2 separate regions of the Gossypium arboreum genome follow, and region 1 is linked to region 2. Evidence: chromatin contacts called from public Hi-C data. All regions are on one chromosome and are shown on one strand. Each heading gives the region's core, a stretch centred on a gene start, on an enhancer-like site or on the middle of the called end of the contact. The rest is flanking DNA. Distances are from core to core; before and after follow the strand shown.

Evidence for each region. A called contact is a pair of places that touch in the nucleus more often than the background predicts.
Region 1: a contact with region 2 is called in a Hi-C map of leaf, with 2.9 times the contacts expected there. The contact joins the promoter of LOC108469769 here to the promoter of LOC128296668 in region 2. A contact is called at or near these places in 2 of 5 Hi-C or Micro-C datasets (both in leaf).

What each region holds. Positions count from the first base shown.
Region 1 is chr8:136,528,012-136,535,557 of ASM2569848v2, forward strand. It overlaps LOC108469769 (L10-interacting MYB domain-containing protein), which reads left to right and starts at 3,720. Exons shown (of 5, transcript XM_053018076.1): 1 at 3,720-3,957; 2 at 4,129-4,465; 3 at 4,542-4,635; 4 at 5,277-5,728; 5 at 6,232-7,049. The coding sequence starts at 4,130. The coding sequence ends at 6,819.
Region 2 is chr8:136,137,721-136,145,619 of ASM2569848v2, forward strand. It overlaps LOC128296668 (receptor-like protein 13), which reads right to left and starts at 2,078. Exons shown (of 1, transcript XM_053032118.1): 1 at 297-2,078. The coding sequence starts at 2,078. The coding sequence ends at 297. LOC108468598 (receptor-like protein 14) reads right to left here and starts at 6,978. Exons shown (of 9, transcript XM_053031904.1): 1 at 6,478-6,978; 2 at 6,269-6,346; 3 at 5,723-5,875; 4 at 4,883-4,957; 5 at 4,623-4,778; 6 at 3,603-3,677; 7 at 3,343-3,498; 8 at 3,147-3,230; 9 at 2,820-3,059. The coding sequence starts at 4,919. The coding sequence ends at 2,878.

The DNA.
Region 1 (7,546 bases), core at 2,470-4,969, 390 kb after region 2:
AATGATAGTAATAAGAGTAATGATACATATAAGCAAAATAAATGCGCTAATATATATATATATATATATATTAAATTAGTTAGTATAAAAGTAATAGCGTATAAGTAATTAAAAATGTTATAGTAATAAAAGTAATAATACAATAGTGATAACAATGAAAAGTATAATAATAATAATAATAGTAAAATGCAAAGATAATGATAATAATAATAATAAACATTACATAAATATATATTGAAAATAAATATATGATAATATTAAATGTATATACATAATATGTACATGAAATACAAAACAAAATATACACATAATATATTAAAATATATACATAATATACATTATATATATATACATATATAATATTTGAAAAGAACAAATATACATAATATAATACTAATACATATATGTAATATGGAGTATAACGAATATATATTAAAAGAATACATATATAACATACAAATACATTAATAATAATAAAAGACAATAATATTAAACTATTCATAATACTATATAATATATATATATATATATATATATATATATAAGTATTAAATAAAATGATAATGATAGAATGCTAATAAAAAAAAATACAAACATAATAACAATAATAAAATATAATATTATGAATAATATTAAAATTAAAATAGAATAATGAGAAAAAAGTAAAAAAGGACGAAAATCAAAACGAAAATGAATTTTGGGGCAAATTTCAAAAGAAGTAAAAAGAAAACGACCAAATTGCACAACCTAGAAGTACTGAAAATGTAATATTCCCCCGTCTTAATATGTAGCACGTGGCTATAGACCAAGTTGAAAAGCAGGACAAATTCCTATGTAAGATTAAAATTGAAAAAACTTAATTGCAAAGTCATGTGAAAGCGGAGGGGCCAAAAGCGCAAATAACCCCTCCGCTTCAAAAACACGCGGATCCAAGGTCGGACGGGTAGGGTCGGCCCGCTCCACCCTTAAAACGACGCCGTTTTGCGCCTTGGGGGGAGGGCCAAAACGGTACCGTTTTGGTACCGTTATATAAGTTAAAAAGTTGATTTTTTTTTCATTTTCTGCATGTTTCACAAAAAAAAGGGGTCTCCATTCTCTCTCTCTCACCCTTTTCCTCTGCTGCCAGTTTCCGTGGCCGAACCCGTTGCGGAAAGGTAAAAAATTCTTCTTCTTTTTTTCTGTTTTAAAGTGTATTTGTTTTTCTTTCGTTTATATTGTATATTTATGCATAGATATGGTTATATAATAGGTAGATTAGGTTATGAAATAACAACAAAAAAAAAAAAAAAAAAAGGAGTCGCCTTAGATCTACAGCTTCTATTTCTGATGGCTTTGGGTTTGTTTTGATGTTGTTTATCTTATTTTGATATCACTAGAGTTGTTGTTTTCTTTGCTTAAAAAGATCGAATGCTTTTTTCGTATATATTATGAGCTGCCGAGAGAAAACAATGGTTTTGAACTTGGCCTTTTATAGACATTTCTTTACAATTTGCTTCTCAATTGATTACTCTGTTCTTCTTGCAGGTACACGGGCGGTGGATGTGACATGGGCGGTGCTGCAAGCGTCGGCTGGTCAAAAGTCCCTAGGAGCGGTGCACCTAAGGTTTGTTTATTATTTTTTTTCTGATTTTGGGTATTGGGCTTAACTTGGGCATTGGGTCTTGATTTGTTTGGGTTGGGGCTTTGATTTGTTGGGCTAAACGGGCTTGTACATATATAAAACCAATTTAGATTTTTTTGCTAATAATACTATTTTAGTTAAAATTTTGTGGGATAAGTAAAATCAATTAAATTTTGTAATAAAAATTAATTACAATTTTATCAAAGATATTTTTAAATTTTAAATAAATTAAAATAAAAATCAAATTTCAATTTTTAAAATTAAATAAAGTCAAAATCAAAAGTTTTTGAGATTTTGAAATATATAAAAATTCAGAAATTTTGCATCGTTCACTTATTAATTTTACTCCAACATAAACAGATAAAAGCAATTTTTATTAAGTATTTATTGTTTTTGGAATTTACTATCAAGATTATATGAAGTCGAAATTGCATATTTATAATAATAGAAAATGATAATTACATTTACAAATTATATATAAAAATAAAATAATAATTTAGTTTATAAGTGTTATTTTTATTAATTTTTTGAAAAGATTTTAGTTGTTGAGTCCAAATTGATATTTGAATGCAGAAAATAAGTAGTGCCACAAACAACGCTTAAAGTTGTGCCAACTGTTTTAGGCGCTAATAGAGAGGCGTATAAAATAAATAACATAAGAGATATTTACGTAGTTCAGGGTAGAATATTCATTATCTTGCATCTTATGCAACAAGTATTTTAAAACTTGAACACTCACCAGTTTCGACTATACACTTTTGTACCTAAGATTTAAACATGTCCTTCTAAGTTTTCCCTTAAAAACTGAGGATACTAACCAAGTCACGCACTTGATTATTACACTTCAATGCACTAATATAAACGTTCCACAGTGAATAAGATAAAGTGCTCTTTCTATCACTACAAAATGTATACAAGTCTTCACAATAAATAAGTAAATGAGACTTGCTAACATACTATATCTTTTACAATTAATCTCCCTCAAATTAAGCAGGACAACTTGCACAAAGAATATTTCTCAAAACATCACAGGATAAATCTTGAATAATGAGGATATACTTTCTACTTTAGCCCGATTCGATCCAATCCACCAATTATGAGAAGTTGATTACTTTGATCTGAATCCAAACAAATCACCAAGATAAGTTGTTATGTGTAGTTTAGATATTAAAGATTGGTTGGTAGTCATCCAAAGTAATAGCAAGAAGCACAACCAAAACATGTTTGTTACAAAAATTTGCCAACTCAGACATGTCCGTTTTTTCAAGTAGACAATGCTACTACCAATTGGCATTGGTCTAGTTATTGGTTTAGACACTCCTTGAAAAATGTCTCAACAATATTTAATTTAAGTTTGGGTCACTTTAAATTACTTCTTTTGATTCAAGTCGTTGACTTCTAATAATAAAATTGAGTTAATCGAGTTAAATCATCAAGTTCGAGTTAAAATTGACAGGTTTATGTCATCATTATATTATTATTATGTAAATAGTAATTTATTTGTAATTGGAAGGGATGATAAATTCAAATAATGTTTATAATTTAATTTGGTGGGACAAAATTTTCTTTTGGCAAATGGTTGAGAGAATTTATTTTTGGAAGAGTCAATGGCGAGAAATGACACCATTGAATCTCACCTGCTTAAATTTTAAATTTTGGAAGGCTTAATATCTAATTTGATATCTTATTTTGATACTTTTTAATATAGTATTTGTGTTATTTTTTGTTTAATTTAGTACATATAATTTACAAAAGTTATATATATTTTGATATCTAAATGTAACAATGTTAATTTTGTAGTTCTTAATTCAAGTTTAAAGTTAATTTAATGAATATTCATAATTATTAACAATTAAAATTTATCAAATCAACTCTAAAACTCAAATAAAATTATATTCATCGATGTATTTAATTTAAACAAATTCTCAATTAACACAAAATTTATTGTATTAACAAAATTATAAAAAAATTTAAGATTAATAAATTTTAACAGTGACTATAATTTTCAAATTTTAAATGAGAATAACAAAAATGACATAAACAAATTTCAGTGACCAAAATAATATCTACATTACCTTAAGTTTAATTATGAAATATGAATATGTTGAATTTATTGATAAACATTTGGGCTCTTTGTCAGGCCTAATCTGTGAAAATGATAAACGATCTTATCCTTGCAATTTGGGATAAATGCAGAATTGGGATACTCCGCTCCTCTTGTCTATGATCTAATTCCAGCCGCCAAGCATTCATAGCACTATCCAGGAAAACCTTATCCCGACATTTGCAGAAAACCCAGGTTCTTGCCCCTCCATTTTCCCAGAGTCGAATCCAAGGTATACATTTTTCACTCAACTAAACCCATTCTCTCTCTCTCTCTTCTTCACCTTTTCTTTTGTGGTTCGTTTTTAATTTGATTTTTTTTATTTCATGCCCAAATGTTTACATTGATTTATAATTCTTGCCTTTCGATTCTGATGGTGCCTTGTCTTTTTACGTTGTTCAAGAATGGGTATCCGTGCCAAGAGCAATTTGGATCGATCAAGGACGATATGGACACCCGAGATGGACCGATATTTCATCGATCTCATGTTGGAGCAACTCAATAAAGGTAATAGGTTCGATGACCATGTTTTCAGCAAAACGGCATGGATGAACATGAATTCATCGTTCAACGAGAGGTTCAAGTTCGAATACGAGATGGATGTGCTGAAAAACCGGCACAAAACACTGAGGAATCTGTACAAAGCTGTTAAGAACCTGTTGAATCAGAAGGGTTTTAACTGGGATTCGACTCGACAAATGGTGATCGCCGAGAATAAAATCTGGGATGAATATATCAAGGTTCAATGCTTTACTTATTTGATGATTTTGAGGGTTTTTTTGCATTGCAGGATCTTACGGGTTTTCTTATTTACAGGTAAGCCCAGATGTGCGTCCTTACAGAGTTAAAACTATTCCTTACTACGATGATCTGGGTATTATATATGGAGATAATTCAGCTAGGAAAACAGGTAATGATTCAATCGTTGATACTACTAGGTCTTAAGTTTGGTGGTCCACTCTGAATGTCGGGTTTGAATATGAATATTTCCGGACTCCAGACTAGTTCGCATGACTTTGTTCGAAGTTTTTTCATGAATGATCTTTGTGTTTATTTATGGAGATAGGGTAATTTTTAAAAAGGGTTATAATTTTGTCCTTGACATGACTAACTCCGTGTCCGGTTTTGAACTTAGAGTGAGTTTCAGATACGGATATGCATCGACCTTTTTCATTAATGATTTTTGTTTTATGTATCGAGATAGGATAGTTAGTATAAAGGGTAAAAGTTCTATCCTTGATACTACTAATTCTTTGTCTAGGGCTTTGTTACCGGTACTCGGGGTTGAGTCTTGGGTATGAATACATGCATAACACGAGCATGCTCTTTTTTCTAAGCTTTTCCATATACGTGGAGGATCATAAACCGTATCTATGTCCAAATATTTGTCGGACACAGGCATTAAACATGGATATTTTAGGAACAGAAGAGTCCGGGTAACATGAGTCTGGTGTATCTCATTGTTAGAAGGTTTCATATGTTGCTGATATAATATGATACCAGGCTTTAATTTGCCTGAGACATCATCACACTCAGGTGACGATATAACAGGATCTGCTGCTCAACCAGAATGTGGCAATAAAGGAACTGTGGAGGCTGTTCATGAAATTGTTGTGCGTGATGATTTTATCTGTTTGCCACTAGAAGTGGAGGACACAACAGAGACGACGCTGAATGCAACAACAAACCCACTATATAGTCGTACTAGAATGTACTGGCAACCACCAATGGACCGGTTTTTCATTGATCTTATGCTTGAGCAATTGCAGAATGGGAACCAGATTGATGGTGTATTTTGCAAGCAGGCATGGACAGAGATGATTGCTTCATTTAATGCGAAATTCGGTTTTAATTATGATGTGGACATACTAAAGAATCGGTATAAAACTCTAAGAAGACAATATAATGTAATAAAGAATCTTCTTCAACTGGATGGATTTACTTGGGACGATGACCGTCAAATGGTGATTGCTGATGATAGTGTATGGCAAGACTACATCAAGGTATTACATGTAATACTTGAACTGCTGTCGATGCTTATATAGTCTAGGCCATATTATCCATAAGATGTTCAGCTATGTTAAATCGTACCTGATGCATGCATAATCTACATGGAAGCCACTTAATATCCACCATCAAGAATTCATGGCATTGTTTTATTTCTTTAGATCGATGTTGTTTTGATATGTCGATATGGATGTGACACGAGTATGTTAAACTTTTTCTAAGTTTTTCATGTATTTTAAGGGTCATCTTCCCATACTTTTATTGGAATATGTGTTGGACATGGGTTCCTCAATTAAAATGAAGAGTTTGAGTGGTGCAGTTTAAGGGTAACAATGTTACGAGGAAGATGATACCGCCTTTATTTCATTTTGTTCATCGATTTGTTTGGTATACTATTAAAAGCCCGTTGAGAAGTAATAGAGAGACTTTTGATGCATATCATTATAATAATGGTTTCATTATATGGGATTTGAAAAAGCTGTTATGTACTAACATGCAGGGACATAAGGATGCACGACAATTCATGACTCGACCAGTGCCGTACTATAAAGACCTGTGTTTGATATGCAATTCCCCATATCCTGATGGAAGTGATTGCTTTTCCCTTCAATGTACGGACCCAGAAAACAGGGTTCAAGAAGTGAAGCTGGGGCAAGCAACCAAGTGTTCTCCATCTCCTGTAACATCTGTTTCGGGTGAAGATGAAATAGGTGATGTGCTGGAGCCAGCACATCGGGATTCAAACACAAATGGATCTAACCTGAAGTGCAAACGTCAACCAGAAAACAGGTTAAATTCTGCACATACAAAGAAATCACGAGGCGAAGATGATGACATGGCCAGTGCTCTCCGAGAGATGGCAAGCGTGGTTTCGTCTTTAGCGGAGAAGAAGGATGATGGGAACACCAACTCCATTCCGATAGAGAATGTGATTACAGCAGTACAGGCACTACCTGACATGGACGAAGATCTTATATTGGATGCATGTGACTTGCTGGAAGATGAAATAAAAGCAAAAACTTTTATGGCATTGGATGTTAAACTGAGGAAGAAGTGGCTGTTACGGAAGCTTCGTCCTCAGCAGTGAGTTTAATCGAGTTGTGTCTAGTTTCAATGGAATGGTTTAGATATGTGTCATGGTGAATGTAAATTCAGTGAGTAGAGTCAGAGTTAGCAAGTAATTTGGCAGACTAAAGTTTCAAGAATCTTATGAAAATGGCCGAGAAAGTCTAAATATTTGCTCTGATGTATATTTGTATCTATAGGAATAAGCTTATATTTTAATTTGAATATGAAATCGGCTTTGAATATAAATAATTGAGGGTTCAGGGTTATACAAGCTACCATCCATGGTTGTTATCCCCAACTATTTTATGTAATGCAACTTAATTCCTGGCACCATCCATTAGTTTTTGGCATGAGAATTGGGGTGGGTATTGGGCAATTAAAAAACTTGTTGAATCGAGGTGAAGAGCTTTTAACTTTCGAATAAGTTGGGCGAGGCTGGGACAATGGTCTCTTACCAGTCTCAGCCGTTGTTAATAACTCTGCTTAATAGTCTAGCATCCGTCTACTATAATGAGGTGGATACACTCACCTGAGGTCCTTCCCCAAATGGCCGATTTAGCCTCTCTAGTGCTTATGATCTGGTTAAAGGATAATTGAGCAATCTTGATTCGATTAATTGTTAAAATTCCATGGAATTTAACCCACCAGTCCCTCGTAATAATTTTGGGAATTTGGACCGAAAGGATTGGATTTCTATTAATATTACTTCTAAAAAGTGGATGCAAGTCCTTAAAGTTCCATGGAAA
Region 2 (7,899 bases), core at 828-3,327:
ACAATATGAAATTTTTACCACAACATCAATGGCTTGTTTGACTACAAAAATATAGATAGATATAAATTATATATATATATATGCTACAATATGTTTATCTGAACGCTGAAAATTGTAAAGCATTATTAAATGTTTTAATCGGTAATGCATGACATTATATATAGTTTTCTCATAATACACTATCAATTATTACATAACAAAGATATTACATTCTACCTTTAAAAACTTTAAAGCAAAGAACCCAAACAAACTTTGAAAAACAATTACATACAAATGTAAACCACCAAAGCACAAGGCTACCCGCTTCTTTTGAAGATGAGAAACCGCAGAAGATTGTCCTCAATAAAATACTGGCAAGTCTTGATGCAGTGTTCAACAAAAGAAAACCATGCTTGACGCCAGTAAGGATTTATATACAGGATGAGAACAATAACCAGTAACACAATTACATAAGAAACAAAAAAGGTCACCCAAAAAACATACTTGTCCATCAAACCACTTTCTTCTTCGTTGTTTGAGGTATTTGGTGCTGCTGTCGGGGGTGAATCAAGGTCGATGCAATTTTTATGTAGGAGAGGCCCACAGAGAAAAGGATTCTCCATATAACTGCTTTCATCAAAGGTTCCAAATTGAGCTTTCGGAGGCGGAATACTCCCTGACAAGTTGTTGTATGACACATTGAAGACTGCTAAGGTGTACAACTCTGTCAATTGAGTAGGGATTCTTCCGATTAGGTTGTTGTGAGAAAGATCCAGACTCTCAATTTGCTTGAACTTTGAGAACATTGACGGTATATGTCCAGTCAAATTATTGTGTGACAAGTTTAATGATCGAATTTCACTCAAATTTCCAATCTCTGTGGGGATTTCACCTGTTAATCTATTACATGATAAATCAATTCCAGACATGAGCTCAAGAATGTTTCCCTTGTACGTGTAAGATACTCTCTTTGTTGTATACTCTACCGTTTCTTCTATTTGATCCTCAATAGAGGGATATACATCCAATGACATTTCTCCTCTTAAAGTGGACCACTCAAATTCGGTCATTCCAAAGTAATTAGGTCTATCCATGATTCCTTCAAGCGTCGTCTGATAGTTCCTCATTGAAGATTTTTTATAATTTGGCTTAAGAGTTAGATTACTCAAACAAGAAGGTATCGAACCAGAAAGCTTGTTTTGAGAAAGATCAATGATGCTTAACGAATACAATTTGCACATCTCAATGGGAATTTCTCCGATAAAATAATTGGCTTTTAGAAGGAGGACACTTAAAGCCGAAAGAGTTCCAATCCTGTATGGAATTTTCCCAGTCAACTGGTTTTCACTAAGATCTAAAGTCACCAAGGAAGAGCTATTAAAGAATGCATTTGTCAAGGTTCCACTTAATCTATTTTTGCTCAAATGGAGATGTTCAATAGATTGTGCATCAAAGCAAGATGGTATTGGGCCAGAAAAATTGTTTTTTGAGAGGTCCAAAATATTGAGAGAATCCAAATAGCACAATTCTATCGGAATGAGACCCTGGAGCTGATTGTTGGATACTGCCAATATATTTAAATCTGTCACATTCCATATCCATCTTGGGAGTTCCCCAGACAAATTGTTGTTACTTAAATCCACATCTTGAAGAGGGTATGATGGGATAGTTGAGATATCAATGCCAGGTATATTTCCATCAAAGTTATTGCCATCTAAATATAACAAATATAATGAAGATGAGCGAAGGATAGTTGGGGTTATCTTCCCACTTAGATGATTATTTGATAGCCTAAGAAACCTCAACGAGTCACTTTGAGCTAACATTTCTGGTATTCCTCCTGATAGTTGATTATGTGATAGATCTAATATTAAGTCTCTAGTATTCAAACTACCCAAACAAGGAGGAATATTACCTTGAAGGAAATTGCCTGATAGATGTAACCCAAATAGTTGTGGAAAGATCGAACAAATGTTTGCTGGAATGGGACCTTGTATTTTGTTGTCAGATATATCAACAGCTGCCATGCTTGGATTCGAATGAGATGGAAGATTGAAATGACCCATAAAAGAGTTACCCTTCATTAAAAATGCTTCCATTCTTGTATTGTTCTCTAACAACCAAAAAGGAATCTTCCCTCTAAAATTATTATATGAAAGATCAATAATACTCAGGTCATTTTGGTAATAGAGGAATTTTGGAATTTCAATGTGGAGTTCCTTTGCTGTGCAATTCGACAAACGGAAGGCTTTTAGTTGGAACTTTGGGACCCATGTTTGAATGGTAGGCTCTTTGACTAACTTGTTTTGACTGCCTAAGAGGACTTTGAGGTGTGAGTGGTTGGAAAATGATAGGAAAATGGACGGAACTTCGAATAAGTTTCGTGAAAGAGAAATGAATCTAAGCAAAGTGAGATTGGCTAGAGCAGTGGAGGCACCTTTTCCGGCGAATTGATTATCGGAAATATCCAAATAATGAAGAGATGACAAGTTAGCCAAACATGAAGGGAGTGTTCCTTCAAGAGCATTTTCACTAAGATCCAACACCTCAAATTTCCGTAAATCGCACCATCTTGTAAAATAAATTTGTACAAATTATTTAAATATTCTAGGAGCATAAAAAAATTTATCAAGAGATTGTCTAAATAATTATGTCATAATTATTAATTTACCTTGAGTAGGTAATGTCCCAGACAGCCCACAACCATTCAAAGACAAAATTTTAAGAGAAGCCAATACACCAATGCTTTGAAGAATGTTGTTGTTGAGAGATGACGAATCCAACACTAATTCCTCTATTTTGCTCGACACATGCAATTGATCTTTACAAGTGTATAAGAGTTATTTAAATGACTGATGTTAAATAAATAATATTTTCAAATGGAATCAAATTATAAATTTATATATTCACATACATACATATTATACCTTGAGTAGAAAATGTGTTATTGAAGTGATTGTGTCTCAAATATAAAGTCTTAACAGATGAGAATGTCTCCAGAAGCTGTATTAGAGAAGTAGTTCCACCAGTGAACACATTGTCTAATGTAGCAATCTTTAGCTTTCCCAAACTTCCATTTTCTGATAGTCAAATTAGTGGTTGGCATCAGTTCACTAGATATCTAATGGCAAGTAATTAGTAAGACTTTCCTTAGTTGATACATATACCTTTATTCTTTATGGGCACAAATTCCTTCACATCACTCCCGCTTATGTCTAGCTCGTCTAAGTTGCTCAAAGAATCTAATAATTCTATGAAGATCGACAAATAAAATTTAAAATTAAATCACATAGAATAAATGCAATAACTCAACAATTAATTTGTTTCGTTTAAAGGAAGATTAAATAGATTAAGTAATTTCACCTTTAATATTTATTGATCCTTTAAGCTGGTTATTCCCTATCGTCAATGACTTTAGATTGGAAAACCCACTAAGCTGTGCCAATAAACTGTTTGTGAAAGAGTTGTAATCCAAATTAAGCTCTTCTAAATTGGTCAAATTTAGTGGCCTTTCACCATCTACAAAGCATTTAGTTAAACAAATTTATTACTAATGGAATATTAAATGAGATACAGGTATGTATATATAAGAATATGATAAAGTAAAACATATCAACACATACCATGGGGAGATTGGAGGCTCTCAATTTTATTCTCTCTCAAATTCAACATCTTTAGCCTCGTCAAATTATTCAATACTATCCAAATCAATCCAATGCATTTTTTGTCAGTCGAATAAAGTAATCATCACAAAAATTTAGTTATATTCAACTTCCATATAACAACCATATTCGTCTAACAAAATAATGGTTGTTATAGATAAGTGATTGTGATATACTTATAACAATATTTAATATTTAGACCATATTTGAATTTTAAAAAAATTAAATTAAAAATTATAATATATTAATAAAAATATCACTTAACGAGATTCAAATTATATCTCTAACAAAATTTATTAATGTAATTCCATTTATTAAAAATATTTTCTTTTAATAAAATATGATTAATATATTTTATATAAAATTTAAACATTTTGTTGAAATAATAACTGAACTAAAATTTATTTATTTTTTCACTTAAAAATAGAATTAGTTGTGTTAAAATGTGAGACAACATATTATTATAAAGAACTAATTTAATAAAATATACTATATACTTTATAGATGCAACTATTATATAAGGTAACAATAATAAATTCCACATCTACAAAACTATATATTGAAGAGATAAAATTTTAATTAAAATACTATTTTTTCGTGCTATGTACAAATTAATTGTATTTATTAATTAAAATACTATTTTTAAATTTAATACTAAAAATTTGATAACACAGAAAAAATATAGAAATTGAAATACTATTATTTTGGTACTTATATTTTACTTTATATATTGAAGAGATAAAATTTTAATTTATATATTAATATAATTTTTATATAATTGTAAAAGCGATAATATATAAAATTTATACATTTCTTTAAATTAAAATATTTTTTCAATGACTTTGAGTTACTCAAAATATCAAATAATTCTGTGAAGATCGACAAATATAATTTAAAATTAAATCATACATGATAAATGCAATAATTCAACCAGTAGTTTATTTGATTTAAAGGAAAATTAAATATGTTAAGTAATTCCACCTTTGATATTTATTGATCCTTTAAGCTGGTTATTGTACATATACAATGACTTTAGATTGGAAAGCCCACTTAGCTGTGCTAATAAACTGTTGTTGAAGAAGTTGTTACCCAAATAAAGCACTTCTAAATTGGTCAAATTAAGTGACCTCTCACCATCTACAAAACATTTAGATAAATAAATTTATTACTAATAAACTATTAAATAAGATATTAATATGTATATATAAGAATATGATAAAGTAAAATATATCGACACATACCATGGGGAGATAGGAGGCTTTCAATTTTATTGTCCATCAAGTACAACTCCTTTTACTTTGTCAGATTATTCAACACTATTCAAATCAATCAAATAACTTTTTTATTAGTCAAACAAAATCATATGACAAAAATTCAATAATTTTGGTTCATGAAATTCAACTACTTTCCTCAATAAAGGAAAGTCATCAAATACATTTTATTTTAGGCATAATAACTTATTTGACCTTTCAACTTTATAAAAAAAATTATTTTAGACCTCCATTTAACTTTTTGGTCTTTTAGTCTTTAAATTTGCGTTTCTTGTCAAATCACTCCAAAATGAATAGAGAAAATTAACCTTTTTTTAACTTTGCTAATATTGTATACATGTGGATTGTCAAGTAGATGACACGTTAATATTTAATTAATTTTTAATTTAAAAATAAAAATAAAACTATTTTAAAAAATAACCATTAAAATTATTAAAATTTTGAAAAAAATTAAAAAATACTTAAATTTTTAAAATTAGTTAAATGCTGATATGTCATCTACATAGCAATCCACATGTATGCCATATTAGCAAAGATAACAAATGTTAACTTTTCCATCCATTTTGAATTGATTTGACAAAAAATATAAATTTAAGGATTAAAAGAGGTGAAAAATTAAATTGAGGGCTAAAATAACTTTTTTTTGTAAAATTAGAGGGTCAAAAATTATACATTTATTTTACTACGTAAAAAAATTAAATCCCTAAAAGAAGGAATATATTTGAATATAATTTTTTTAACAGTTAAAAAGTTGATGAAATTGTAATTTACATATAGCTTATTATTTTTATTTTATGAAATTTTACATACCTCTAATATCTATTGACCCTTCCAATTGGTTTCCTCCAATGCGCAAGGACTTTAAACTTGATAACCCTTTCAGATATGTCAGATCATTGTTGTTCAAGAGATTACCATACAAATCAAGCACTTCCAAATTTATTATCGGTTGCATTTTCTCACCTGTAAAAGATACATGTCATACAATTCTAAAAAGAATTTGTTTGTATAATATGAAAGAATAATTATTAGTCAAGCTTTCATCTTTTAACTTGTTCATAAATATACTTTTATAGATCAGATTATGTTGATTATATATAGAATATCAAATTTAAATATACCTTGAAAGTATCGAAGATTTCTGATTTTATTGAACATTAAATCTAACGTCTTCAAGTTTGTCAAACTCTTTAATTCTATCCAAGAGCAATGAAATATATCAAGTATCAACATGTATCAAGGCTTATTCACAGCTAATTAAAATTAATTAAAAGAAATTTAATAAGAGTACGATGAAATAAATTAATAGAGAATTTAGTAATCACTACATTTTAATTTAGTTTAAAAGAAGCTTACTTAATAAGATACTGTCATTAAAGTTATTGCCGTATAAGCGGAGGAATTCCAAGTTGTCGAAAGCTGATAATAAAGATACTACATATAACAGAAAGTTATTGGTAATGATTGTCTTAATTTACAATAATAAAATAAACGAAATAAATATAAAAACATTAAATTAAATTTCAAGGATTAATCAGTTAGGATAGAGATGAAAAACAACGAACCTTTATTATCCACAAAACCTTCAATTTTATTGTTACTCAAATGAAGACTCTTCAATTCTTCAAATGGAAGAAATAAAGAGACATTGAGATACCCCTTTGAAGTACTTCGACGTGCGCCATTGAGATTGAGACTTATTACTCGTTCACTAGTGATGTTGCACTTAACTCTTTCCCATTGACAACAATTCGAACCCTTCACATCTACCCAGTCCTTCAATTCGATAGGGTCATTGAAGAAAGATTTGAGTTGGAAGAGAGCAATTCTCTCCTGCTCCAAGCACCCCTCAATCTGTCGCCACCCTCGTATGATGAACAGAAGTGTAGTGAGTAGTACCCAAAACGATTTAGCCTCCATCTTCTCTAAATCAACAAACCACACACTTGATACCTTTGTGCATTTGAATCAACCAAAGCCTTGGACTTTATAGACAACTTGGAATCCTGTCTTACTCCAAAAGTTGGGCGCCATTGCATTGATTTTTCCTCACTAATTATTATGGTAACAACAGAATTATTATTACTATACTAGGGATATAACCCCGCTCTGCGGCTTTGTCTTTTTATTTATATTAGATTTAATTATAAATAATTATATGAAATTTATTAAAATTATAAAGTAAATGTTTTATATAAGAATCTTTAGTTTAATTTTTTGAATTTATTCAATTGAAGTAAATAAATTTATAAATTTTCTCATTTCATATTGTAGGTAATTAAATATGATTGAAACAATGTTTTTTTTGTAATTAAATTATTCAATGAAAAATACTTCTATGAGAACAAAAAAAACATTTTATTGTTTAATTAAATCTTACCAAATGCAAATGATTCATTTTTTTATTTACATCAATTAATATTTTAATCATTCTAGTAAATATATCAAAAAAAAATCATAACTAATGTTTCCAAGGTTGAACATTTTGTTGATATAAACTAAATGAACGTTACAATATTAAAATGTATTTATTTACTTCATATTAGTAAATTCCAATTATATAAAAACTAAAAAAGCTAATTCTAATATAATAGGCTTCATCTATCTTTATTTAAGAGTTGAAATTATTTTGAATAAACAATTGATTATTTTTCTTATTTATTATCAGTTTTAAATTTAAGTAGATACATAAAAACAATGATAGAAAATTATATGTTTAATTAATTAATTATATTTTTATTAATATACCATTAATTTTAATATTTAATAGTTATATATATTTTTCATTTATTATAAATTTTATATAGTTTGTACTAGGCCAATTTCAGCCCAATCCCATTTACAATTTAAAACCCTATTTACAAAACACTAAACCCCTTAAAAAAAAAAAACCCCTAACCCAATAAGCCCACTAAGCCTAAACAACTAAACCCGAAGCCCAACTACCCCAGCCCAATAATCCCACTCAACACTCAGAAACCCTAATC